Linked DNA regions of Mus musculus: region 1 is linked to region 2. Evidence: chromatin contacts called from public Hi-C data. All regions are on one chromosome and are shown on one strand. Each heading gives the region's core, a stretch centred on a gene start, on an enhancer-like site or on the middle of the called end of the contact. The rest is flanking DNA. Distances are from core to core; before and after follow the strand shown. Region 1 holds the start of Cwc22 (CWC22 spliceosome-associated protein). Region 2 holds the start of Ppp6c (protein phosphatase 6, catalytic subunit).

What was found. Hi-C and Micro-C count contacts between places; a contact is called where the count stands out from the background.
Region 1: a contact with region 2 is called in a Hi-C map of uterus, with 4 times the contacts expected there. The contact joins the promoter of Cwc22 here to the promoter of Ppp6c in region 2. A contact is called at or near these places in 1 of 39 promoter capture datasets (cranial neural crest) and 1 of 484 Hi-C or Micro-C datasets (uterus).

The regions. Positions count from the first base shown.
Region 1 is chr2:77,944,645-77,951,152 of GRCm38.p6, forward strand. It overlaps Cwc22 (CWC22 spliceosome-associated protein), which reads right to left and starts at 1,712. Exons shown (of 20, transcript NM_001362658.1): 1 at 1,506-1,712.
Region 2 is chr2:39,222,920-39,228,841 of GRCm38.p6, forward strand. Ppp6c (protein phosphatase 6, catalytic subunit) reads right to left here and starts at 3,430. Exons shown (of 7, transcript NM_024209.3): 1 at 3,248-3,430. The coding sequence starts at 3,322.

The sequences.
Region 1 (6,508 bases), core at 462-2,961, about 39 Mb after region 2:
GCGTAGCGGGTAGAGGGGTTAGGCTGAGGTATTTAATTTAAATTGGGCATGTCAATTAGTTGACCCCAGAGAGGTTTTGGATTGTTGGACTTCAATGCTTTGATAGCTGGATCTCTGCAGGTTAGATCAGGGAACAGATCTTGGGGGCTAGCTTGAGGAATGTGATCTAACGGTTTTTAACAAGACACGGGGACTTGGGAAGGAGAGCCTTGTCCACCACATTCAAGCTGGCTAGAGTTCCTGCAGTAATTTCAGACTTACAGAGAAAACAAGGGAAATCTGACAGAAAAACCCTCAAAGACATTAGTTCCAATCTGCTGTATTACCGATAATCACTTCTTTCTGGAACTGGTCTATTTCCAGACTGAGTCTGACTGGGCCAGTCATGAACAAGGTAGGACTCAACTAAAATAACCAGTCTAAACCCGGCTAGCCCACACCTTTAATCCCAGCACTCAGAAAGCAGAGGCAGGCAGAACTCTTTAAATTTGAGGTCAGCCTGCTCTAAGGAGTGAGTTCCAAGACAGTCAAGACTACACAGAGAACAGGAAAAATAAATAAACAAAAGGCAGTTTAAATACAGAGCACAATTAACAGAAAAGGTAGCTCATTTTCACATGTATGGATCTTTTTTGCCTTCATATACATATAGGGACAGTTCAAGTTGCTGGTGCAAGTGGCTATCAGCAAGCAGGTATCCAGTCCCCTGAATCTGATATTATAATTTGTTGTGATCCATCTTGTGGGTGCTTGGATCGAACCTAGATCCCTCTGAAAGAGTGCTTTTAACCACTGGGCAAACTCACCAACGGCTTGCCGGGGCTCAGTTACTGTTTCTATTAATACCTTTCCCCAAATTATTCTTCCGGGGGGCGGGGGGGCGAGTTAAGTGGCTACAATGTATCAAAAAAGTCTTGCATTTAGAGCAGGTCAAACAGCTGGCACAGTGCTGTTTGTACTGTAGGGCCTGCAGCTCGCTAGGGGCAGGAACTGCAAACCCATGTTTGGAAGTTGCAAATAGTAGAGGCTTTTAGAGTTAAGGTTAACTACGTATGCGACCTAAACACAGAAGATGCGAAACATGGATCACTAGGGCTAAACATGACAGGGGTTCAGTCAAGTCAATGAAAACGATCCATAAATGAAAATGTAATAGAATTGGCTACTGGGATAAGCTGGAATGAGGCAAACGCGTTACCAGAATTTATTAATGCCAGCCCCGGGACGCCGACTGGGGACGCGACCCAGGGTGCTCCCAGGAGAGGTGTTCACCGACAACCCAGACCAAGGCCCAGACACGCACGCCCCGCCGCCGGCGCTAGGCCCAGCCGGCTCACACGGCACCTCGCGGGCCGCCGGTGGAGACGGCGCAGCCACATGAGGAAAGCAAGGCCCACCGGGCAAGCGCCCACTCGCAAGTCCCTGCCCTCTCCACGCGACCTAGCAACCCGCCGCCCCCACTCTGGCTCCTAGTCTATCCCGAGTCTTCAGAGTTCCGTAATTACCTAAAGCTCCACCGCGCCGCCATCATACCGGAAGAGCGTCAGTTCCCTTTCCCGGGTGAAAGTAGCGCGAGAAATTAGTGAAAAACTGGTAGTGAATTGGCAGGTATGTGATACGATTAATGATAATGCGGTATAGTAACACCTTGAGTCAAAGCAATCCAGCTAGTAACACTGTCATTCCTTACAAAGAACACGAGAAAAGAACATGTGAGTCCGAGTGAACTACAAAGTCCAGCATGCTCTGGCAGCGCGGACGGAAATGAGTTGTAGTTGGACCGCAGTGCATGACGGGAATTGTAGTTCGTTCGGATAGGAGGTCACACTAGAGACACTTTTGAGAGCTAGGTTTTCGAGGCATGCTTCTTATTCTAACACTACTCATCTTCTAAAGCCATAAAAAGTAGCTCTTAGTAGACACCGTAGCTTTTCTTTCTTTTTTTTTTTTTTCAGTGTAAAAGCTTAACACTAAGATACATACTATGAAACTACCGCAGAGGCTTACTATATAATACCTTGCCTGAAAATAATAAAAAAAGTAGCGATCCCTTTCAGATTTTTGACAGAAGCTTTACCAAAAGTCTGTTTGGGAGAAGAGGGGAAAGTGACAAAATGTTTAGTATCTATTAAGTTCCAAGATTTTAAATTCAAGTGAATGGAAGACTATCTGATTATAAATGATATGTTGTAAGGACAGTGAGAAGTAAATTGGAGGCCCAACATGGTGGTGTCTGCCTTTACTCCAAATATTTTGGAGGCTGAGACTGGCACTGTGTGTTCCAAGACATCCAGAGCTACATAATGAGCCCCTGTCTTGAAAGAGAGAGAGAGAGAGAGAGAGAGAGAGAGAGAGAGAGAGAGGAAGGTGAAAAAAGAAAAGAAGCAAGTTGCCTGGCGTGGTGGCACATGCCTTTAATCCCAGCACTCTGGAGGCAGAGGCAGGTGGATTTCTGAGTTCGAGGCCAGCCTGGTCTACAAAGTGAGTTCCAGGACAGCCAGGGCTATACAGAGAAACCCTGTCTCCGAAAATAAATAAATTAATTAATTAATTAAAAAATTAAAAAAAAAAGAAGCAAGTTGTATTTATGATACTTTCAGGGTTGGAATGTGAAATCTGTAACGAGTTTAGAGCACTGGCCTCAATTATACTGTTTCCTTAGTCTTTGATTTTCAGTGTTACCAAAAGGTAAGTGTTAAAGAGCATGCTAATGTGATTGGAAAGCTCTTCCTAAAACAACATCATCTTTATATTTCAAAGTATTTTGTAAACCAGGCCTGGCTTCTCCAAGAATTTTGTTTATTTTTTAAACAGGGACAAGGTCTCACTATGTAGCCCTGGCTGGCCTGGAACTTACTATGTAGACCAGGCTGGTCTTGAACTCACAGAGATCTGCCTGGCTCTGCTTCCTAGGGGCTGGCATCAAATGCCTGGGGCAGTAAGCTCTGCTTCTTTATTATAATTTTAGGGTGATTGAGCTTTCAGCCTTTTCCTAGAGATAGTATGACTTTGTTAGCGTTTCTCCTGCTATAAAGTGACACCATGACTACAGCAATTGTTATATTCAAACAAACAAACAAATGAACAAACAAACAGCCAATCTAATTGGCTTACAACAGAGGTTTATTCCATTATTGTGATGGTGGAATTCATGGTGGGGAGTTTTATGGCATCTAAGTAGTAGGGGGGCTAGAGAAGGAGTTGAGAATTCTATATCTAGATCCACAGACAGCAGGAGAAGACGTTCAAACACTGGCCAGGCGTGGGCATCTGAGAAGCCCACCTCAGTGACACACTTCCTTCCACTGCACCAAGTCTACCTCAACAAAGCCACACCTCCTAATTCCTGTGAGTCTATGTGGGCCATTTTTATTCAAACCCCCACAGGGTGTAAACAAAATAAAAATCCTGGGCTAGGCACTTTAATCCCATAATTTAAGAGGCAGACCTGTGTTCAAGTGTTCAAGGCCAGCCTGATCTATATAGTCAGTTCTCAGCCAGCCAAGGCTACGTAGTGAGCTTTTAATACTAGTACTTGGGAAGCAGAGGCAGATAGCTCTCTAAGAGTTTGAGGCTAGCCTGGTATACAGAGTGAGTTTCAAGCCAGCCAAGGCTACATAGCAAGACCATGTCAAAAGCAGAAAGAAAACAAGGCAAATCAAACCAGCAACAACAATATCAATAAAGCAAAGGGAATAATAAAATTCTAGAGCTGGTCCTCACTGTGTATTAGAGTTTCTAAAAGAGCAGTTTTGATAGAATGAATATATAATAAGAGATGTATCAGGCTGGCTTAAAAGATGTGGTATGAATAATTATCTTAGTTAGGTTTTTATTGCTGTGAAGAGACACTGTGACCATGGCAACTCTTATGAAGGAAAAGATTTATTGGGGCTGGTTTACAGTTTCAGAAGTTTAGTCTGTTATCACAATGGACAGGAAAAATGGTGGCACTTGGGCAGACATGGTGCTAGAGAAGGAGTTGAGAGTTCTACATCTTGATCTGCAGGCACCAAGGAGATTATGTGCCACACTGGGCATAGCTTGAGCATAGGAGATGCCAACAATGACACACTTCCTCCAACTAGGTCATACTTCCTAATAGTGTCACTCCCTATGGACCAAGCATTGATTAGGTCTCTGTGGGCATACCTATTTAAAACACCAAAATAGTCCAAGGACAGCTGCCTCACAGTGGAAGGGGCAAGAATTCTGTTGTTCCTCAGTCCATGAGACTGCAGTCTCTGTATTCCTGTCTGGTGTTGGGAGTCCTGGAAGGCTCCTGGAGAGCTGCTGTTTTTCACTCTGTGTTGGAATCCTCAAGAAGTTGGATTCAATACTGGCAGCAACAGGATAGACCAACCTGCTATTGATGGAGAAGGTGAAGACAAAAAACAGTTTCTCTCCTCCATGTCTTTTTATGTGGGCTGCCCCCAGGAGGTATGGATGAGATTTAGGATGAGTCTTCCTTCTTCAAATGATCTGATTAAGATAATCCCGCAGGAGTGTCCGGGAGCTTTGGTTTTAGTTGATTCTACATATAGAATGTAAGAGTCTTTGATTTGTGAAGAATGATACTCCAGACTCAAATAGTGTGCAACAGGAAAGAGTGTTTATTCTGCAAAGAACCTGCATGCAGGGTTCCACCATACATCAGGATGGAAGACAAAAGTAAGGGCTTTGCAGTGTCAAATGTAAATCCTATTAAGGTAGGAGAGGATGACTCTTAACTTCTTTCCCTTGATTGATTGGCTCTATCTCTAGGGGTATGAGTGTCTTTGTCATTGGTTAAGTGTCTGGGAGATTCTGCGAACTTATGCTGGCTCTATACTATATTATATACTATATACTATATACTATATACTATATACTATACTATACTATACTATACTATACTATACTATACTATACTATACTATACTATACTATACTTGGCTCAAGCTAGGTAGTGGGGCAGCTTTCTGACTGGCTGCCCATGAGGGGTGATTTTATATGGAATTGACTTGCTTTGGACTTGTCCAGTTCTGAGAAACAAAAACCTAGGCCTACTCTCCCAAACTGCCAGTTTGTAGTCTGTCCCGGAGTCAGCCTAGCTCTGGCTAACTCAGGACTCTCAAGTCAAGTTGTCAACTGAGGTTAGCCATCTTAAACTCATGTGTTACAAGAGATTCTGGTCTTCAGGGCTGAAGACACAGCTGTGATGAACATGAGTCCAGCTCCACTACAGTGAAACTTTTGCTTTGCTGGGGTAATTGGCAGGAGTCAGCTGGAGATGACGAAGTAGGCCTGATTAAGAAGAGAGCAGCATGCTTTTAATCCCAGCACCTGGGAGACAGAGGGAGAAGGATCTCTGTGAGTTTAAGGCCAGCCTGATCTACAGAGTGAGTTCCAGGACAGCCAGGGCTACATGGAGAGATATGATCCCTTCCTAGCTAAGCTTCCAATGTGTAAAAGAGCATAAGGTGTTTCCTGCTCCTGTCTAACATCAACAAGCAAAAGATGCTGCAATGCCATCCAGGGGTCCAAAATTCATCCCTAACTGGCAATTGAACTTGGCAGTGTTGTCTACCAGGTGCTAGCTTTAAGATTCTGGAGGATGGGAGAATAAAGAATCATGGATTACCCCCCACCCCCGTGGGAAGTTTCAGAGTGCCCCTGAGATGGGGAGTGTATGGTGGAGAGTCTCTATGTGAAGACCTTGAGACACTATTTGTTAAGCTTTGGAAGTAAAGCCTAGATTGCACTGGAGCCCCAATGATGCTGGAGATGCCAGAGTTGTGGGATGTCTGACAAGGAGAGCTGCACACAACAAGTGGAACTATTCCAAAGATAGATGTATAGTGTAAGTAGAAAAGCTGGAGAAGCAGATGATTTAAGCCCTTTGACACTGGCCATGGAGCTACAGGATTTGACATTCACTCTGCTGAGTCCTCTTCTTGCTTCGGTTCAGTATTTCCTTACTGTGTCCCCATTTCTCCCTTCTACCTAAATTCTAAGCCAATTCGCGTTGAAGGTATGGAATATACCTTTTTATTTTATAGGTGGTTATAATTAAGAGATTTCCTGGAGTCTCAGAAGAGACTTAGGACTTAACAGTGTTGAGCCTGGAAGAATATGGGGCCGTTGGGAGTGGAACTAAATGTATTTGCATTATGGTTTGGACATGAGCCTACGGGGGTCAGGGAGCCTATGTAGTGTCTTGAATGTGATGCCCCATAGTCTTGGGGATTTGAATACTCAGTTCCCAGTTGGTGGCAGTGTTTGAGAAGCTTAATGGGGTGTGGCCTTGCTGAAGGATGTCATTGAGGGAGGGCACTAAGATTTCAAAAGCGACATGCCATTCCCAGTTCACTCTCTATGCTTCCTCATTACAGTTTGGAGATGCAAGCCCTCAACTTCCTGCTCCAGTGGCCATTGCTCCAATCATCCATCACAGACTCTTACCCCGCTGCAACCATAAGCCCAAATAAACCCTTTCTTAGAAAAGTAACTACTTTAACCACTGTGT
Region 2 (5,922 bases), core at 2,180-4,679:
GAACTTCATAAACACTAGATAGTCAGGAATACTGACTCACATTTGTAAATCCAACACTCAGAAGACAAGAGGAAGGAAGACTGCAATTGCAGTTAGCTCAAGGCTAGGCTGGGCTACTTAGTTGAGTTCCAGGGAAGACTGGACTTCAGGGCAAAACCCTTTTGCAGTATAATATTTGGGGGTTCCTGCCAACCTTAGATCATTTAGTTCCCAAATAAAAGATACAAACCCTTATATTTATAATAAGTCTTAAAGCATTAAAGCTGGACAGTTATCATCCCCTCTATGCTAATTTGTCTATTTCCCTGTCAGTGACTCTGAGATATCACTTGCCATATTCTACCTGGGCTGCTCCTACCCAACTGGCCTACCTCAGACCCAAGCCAGGCAACTGAAGCTCCACCTACCTCTCTTTTGCTCAGCTACAGGCAGTAGGCATCTTTATTCAACTGATAATTTTAAATTAAGGAGCAAGTTTTGCACACAAAAGAAAGCTGCCATATTGATAATTCATCCGTGTTGAGGTGACTAGAGCTTAGGACACAGAATTACAACACACAGCAACAGACCAAACCTCAACAAAAGCCGGTCTCAACAAATAAGCAACCAAGCAAATAGAAACTATATCAGAGACTGGCTGCACAAGCAAATTAATCTGATAGAACTGTTTCCAGGATAGGAAACAATTTTTTTGAAGGATATACAGAAAATTTAGATTTTCTTCCCCAGTAGTTAATCAAAAAACTAGGGGAGTGGGGCAGTCTAGTAAGAAACAGATAAATGTGGGGCTGGAGAAATGACACAGCAGTTAAAAGCACATATGATTCTTTTGCAGAGGACCTACACTCTATTCCCAGCACTCATGCCAGGCTGCTTATAACTGCTTGTAACTACAGCTTCAGAGAGCCTCCAGCTTGTAACTACAGCCTCTAATGCCTCTGGCTTTGAAGGCATCTGCACTCATATACCCATATCCCAAAGACACATGGAGGATCTCTGAGTTCAAGGCCAGCCATGCCTATAGTGACTTTGACCCAGGGCTACACAGAGAAACCCTGTTTCGATAAACAAAGCAAAATAATTACTTAATTAATTTAAAAAGCACACAACAGGCTCAGCAATTTAAAGAGTTTAGTGCTCTTGCAGAAGACTCAGGTTCAATTCCCAGCACAAATATCAGGTAGCTCAAACCACCTATAAATCCAACTTCAGGAGCCTAGGATTGCTCTCTGCCTCTGCCAGCACCAGCATACACATGGGGCACATAAATTCACACAGGTACACATACATCTACATAAATAAAAAACAACTAAATCTTTTAAAAAATTCAGCTCAACCCTCACACCACAATAAAATAAAACAAACCACTATTAAGGTGGAAGCCGGAGAACCAGGGGTTTAAGGCAAGCTTGGGCTACATGATGCCCTGTATCAAAATATCTATATCTAAGATCTGGAGAGATTGCTCCTCAGTTAAGATTGTACAGAGGACCCGAGTTCAGTTTCTATCACCCACATCTTTTGGTTCACAACTGCCTGTACCTCCAGCTCCAGGTGACCTGGTGCCCCTGGCTTACAAAGGCAAAATGTGCACATAACCGCCCCCCCCCAACTAATTAAAAATAAATCTTATTAAAAAAAAAAAAAAAGGAACGGAAAGAAAAAGCCAGGCATGTTGGTTAGGGTCCAGCAGTTGGGAAGTAGAAGCAAGAGGGTCAGGAGTTCAAGGCCATCCTCAGGTACATACTGGGTTGGAGGCCACCATGAACTTTTTTTAAAGATTTGTTTTTATTTTATGTGTATGGCTGCTTTGCTTGCACACATGTCTGTGGAACACATGTGTACCTGGTGCCTATGAAGACCAGAAGAGGGCATCAGATTCCTTGGAACTGGAGTGACAGGATGTTACAAACTATCATGCCCTTGCTGGGAACAGAATTTCCAGGTCCTCTGGAAGAGCAGCCAAGTGCTCTTAACCATTGAGATATCTCTCCAGCCCCAGCAAGAACTATATTAAGATCTTATCTCAGGAAGAAAGCAAAAACAAGACAAAACAAAATTACCAAGCAGGAAGACAAGGCAAATGCCTGATTCAGGTGGCTGAATATGAACACCAATCATGTAACACAGGCAGTCAGTATGTAAGTTACAAGCTATGTACTTTCACACAACCAACACTTGAGGTCTTAAACATTTTGCATACTTGTTGGCTGATTTAAATATAAACTTCATGTACTAGATGAGACAAGAAAACAGACACAGAGCAAAATCTTCACAAGAGAAATAAAATTCGTTAGGAAAAAGGCAATTTTTTTCTTGAAAAAATTGTTTTAAGCCTGTGGCTTAAAAATATTACAAAAACAGCATGAAAAAAAAATTCAAATGATCGAGAGTGACTGACTACATAGCAAATCAAAGTTAACGGAATAAAACAGACATTAGCAACCATCGGATAAACACCAACGTGGTCCTAAGCACTAGTTTTTGCAGAAACAAAATACGGTTGATAACAGTGGTACACCAACGGCTTACTTCTTTACTGCATTAACTTAGCCTGAACTGAGTAAGACCTCCTTTGGAAAACCAAGAAAACGACACCTTGAGTTACAGGGGAACAGCTCAGAGGTCATAAAAACATTTGAACTTATTGATAAGCAACTGCTTATTCACTTAAATAGCTCAACAACGGGCTAAGAAATGAGATCCACATCCAAATCATCAGAAGAAAACTACCACTCCTAAGAAGCAATTTAGGGGAGTGGTGAAGCTGAGGCGACTTGTCATTCTCTCCCATTATGGTCGCATCGATCCCGCCCACCGGCTTCCACCTCTCAGGGACTTAAACACACCGCGGCCGCGTCCCTGGAGCAGACAGCGGCTCCTGTTACCTCTGCTGGGAGGACCCCATCCCGGGAGCACTACCCGCTCGGCCCGGCTCCGTCTCCGGGAGGCCGAGCGAGTTAGAGTGAGAGTCTTTAAGCTCGGAGTCCCGTGAGGGTCAGGGGATCGTGACATCCCCCGGGATCTCCCCTCAAAGAACTGGACAGCATTCGGGGGATCCGGGCTCCCCTGGTTCTCCGCGTCACGCCGCCTCGGACCCGGTCCTCTCGCACCGCGGAGCGCCCTCCGCCGCGCCAGGATCGGGCGCCCGGTAGGGATCCCGCCGAGGGAGAAGGGCGGGCCGGCGGGAGCCCCGCAGCCGGAAGGGGCTTGCCTCGCAAGCTGGACGGCCTCCGGCCCGGCTCACCTTCAGGTCGTTCTCGGGAAGGTACTTGCACTGCCGCGCTATCTCCACATACTTGTCCAGATCCAGCGGCGCCATTTTAGGAAGAACAAGCCGCGGCGACAGCAGCGGCAGCGGCTGTAGTAGCGGAGGCAGCGGCGGAGGCCGAATCCGGAACCCTCCTTACGTCACGTCCGATCCGTGAGTGGCGTCTGCGAAGCGACGTAAAAGCCTGACCCGTTCCGCTCTCTCTCTCAGGCGGAATTCCGGGCCACGGATCTATCTCCAAGAGAACCCGGAGGTCCTTTTGATAAAACCTACTGGGACCCGTAGCTCTCTGCCGCGGGGCGTGCTGGGATTTGTAGTTTTAGTAAAATGCTCTTCCTTTCCTATCCTTGGCAACAGACTTCACCTCAAATGAGGCTTTTTCTAAGGAAGACCATGAAGTGGTTAACTAAGAATTCCCTGGCTCTCACTCCTACCCTGTAAAGTATCTTCAGTTAAAGTTAAGAGTTACTGTTACCGCCTTTCCAGGACTACTGAAGACCTGGCCTAGACAACATTTGAAACAAACTTAACACCACCGGTTCTCTGGCTGGGGGGTGGGGTGGGTGGTGGGTGGGGGAAGAAACAAACAATAAAGCATTTCTTATGCCACATTCTGTACAAATACTGGCACTTTTTTTTTCTCCTGTTCAATTCTTGTAAGACTGTAAGAATGCAAAGTTTGCATGTGTTATTTGCCCCAAAATCTCAAAGGAAACAGAAAAGATGGATCCTAGACTGAAAAACAGGCTACTGACTTAATCCGGTGAGTTCCAGGAGGGGGCCGGAAAGGTTTTTTTTTTTTTTTTGTCGTATCCCAGTGCCAAGAACAGTTCTTGACACCTACTATAGCTTTAACATTGGTCCATTTGACAACTCTATATTGAATAGCAACAAAGTACAGATACACTTATAGGCAGTTAGAATAACCAATGGCTGCAATAGACAAAAATCTCTATCCTTGGGGCTGGAAAGAGTGCTCATTAGTTAAGAGCACTAGCTGTTCTTCCAGAGGATCCAAGTTCTATTACTAGCATCTACGTGGCTGCTTTCAAGTCCAGTTACGGGAGATCAGACACCTTCTTCTGGGCACTGTGTGCATGTGGTACAGAAATATATTTGCAGTCAAAATAAATAAAATAATAAAAAATAATGTATTAAAAAATCTGTCCTCAACTTGCAATTTAATTCTGTTAGAGATAACCGACAAATATAATAAATTACTCAGAGCATGTTAGAAAGTGATAATTTAAGGAAAACATTCCAGCATAGTAAGGAGGATGGGTTGACACAGGATTCAGAATTAACCTGACCATAGTGTACCACATATTTGACCACAGCAGTGATGAGGCAGCTGGATAACTGTGAGTTCTAGGATAGCCTAGTCTATGTAGCATGTTGCAGGTCAACCAGAAGACCTTGTCTCAAAAAAAAAAAAAAAAACACAACAACAACAAAAACACAGCAAAGTTGGGAAGGTGGGAAGTTGTATGGAAGATATCTGATGCATTTCTAAGCTTATTTGGAGCTTTTGTGGAAGAGCCATACCATAGTGGCTGGAGCTCAGAGGAAGAAATGAATACATAGATTTATTTTCCTTTTGATGCAGTGGACAACTGTTGTAGGATTTTAAACATGCAACATGATCAAACTTATTTGGATTTTTAAATTTTGTTTTCTTTGCTTGGTTTTGTTTGAGACATCTCTTTAGCCCCTTAAAAACAGAATTCAAACATTCCTACAAGAATTTAGAAATGTAATTTATAGTCTAAAAGGGTTGGTTCCAACAATGTAAACTATCTGATATTCCACTTTTTCTTGTTAATATACTCCTCCAGCATGGCTTGAGGTTTCAAGCCAAAAGACCCAAGGCACATCCAAGCATTCTGGAGCTTTACTTCAGAGAAGTAATCACTGTCCAAATACATACTGGGCACATGGCAGATCCAACCTTGCCCTGGTTGTCTTTCCAGAAGGAAAGCAGAGTGAGTGTATACCTCTAAATTCTTTGGCAGTCAGTGGGAGCTTTCTGATAATTACAGGCAGTCACAAAGACTGTTTTGCGTTCTACCCTCACCATAAGAGTATGACACTCTGATCACACATAGGCACATAGGTGAGCCATTTCTGTTTTAGGAAAGAAAAGGAGTACCTATACTTAGGACATAGATCAGAGATGATGCAGATGAAGTTGCCAAAAGAGGGTTGATCAGTTTATAGATCATGGTTTTTACAGAGGAAAGACTCTGGGTCTCCATAGACACCCAACTGCAACCCCTACAGAAATCTTAAGATTTCTGTGTTGCAGAGAGAAGACACCCAAAGTATTAATAATTTACCCCAAGAACATATAGTTTCAGTGAACGTTTTATTCCTCACCCTTTACAATAGAACCTCCTAGTTGTTGTTCGTGTTTAGTATCTCTGATCAGCTTATGAGCTCCTAAAAGGCCAAGGGCCTGCCTATGGTCTTGGAACGTGCTGTAACTACAAATGGCAGTTATGGAAATGAACCATTCGTTGCTGGTGCCGCAGCTTGAACCAGCCTCAAAACCTACACAGGAAAAGTCTAGCATTCTGTGGCATGCAGGAAATCTCATTCTGGAGCCTGGAGCAGAATTCAAGGTCAGCCTGGCTTACATGAGTTCCAACCCA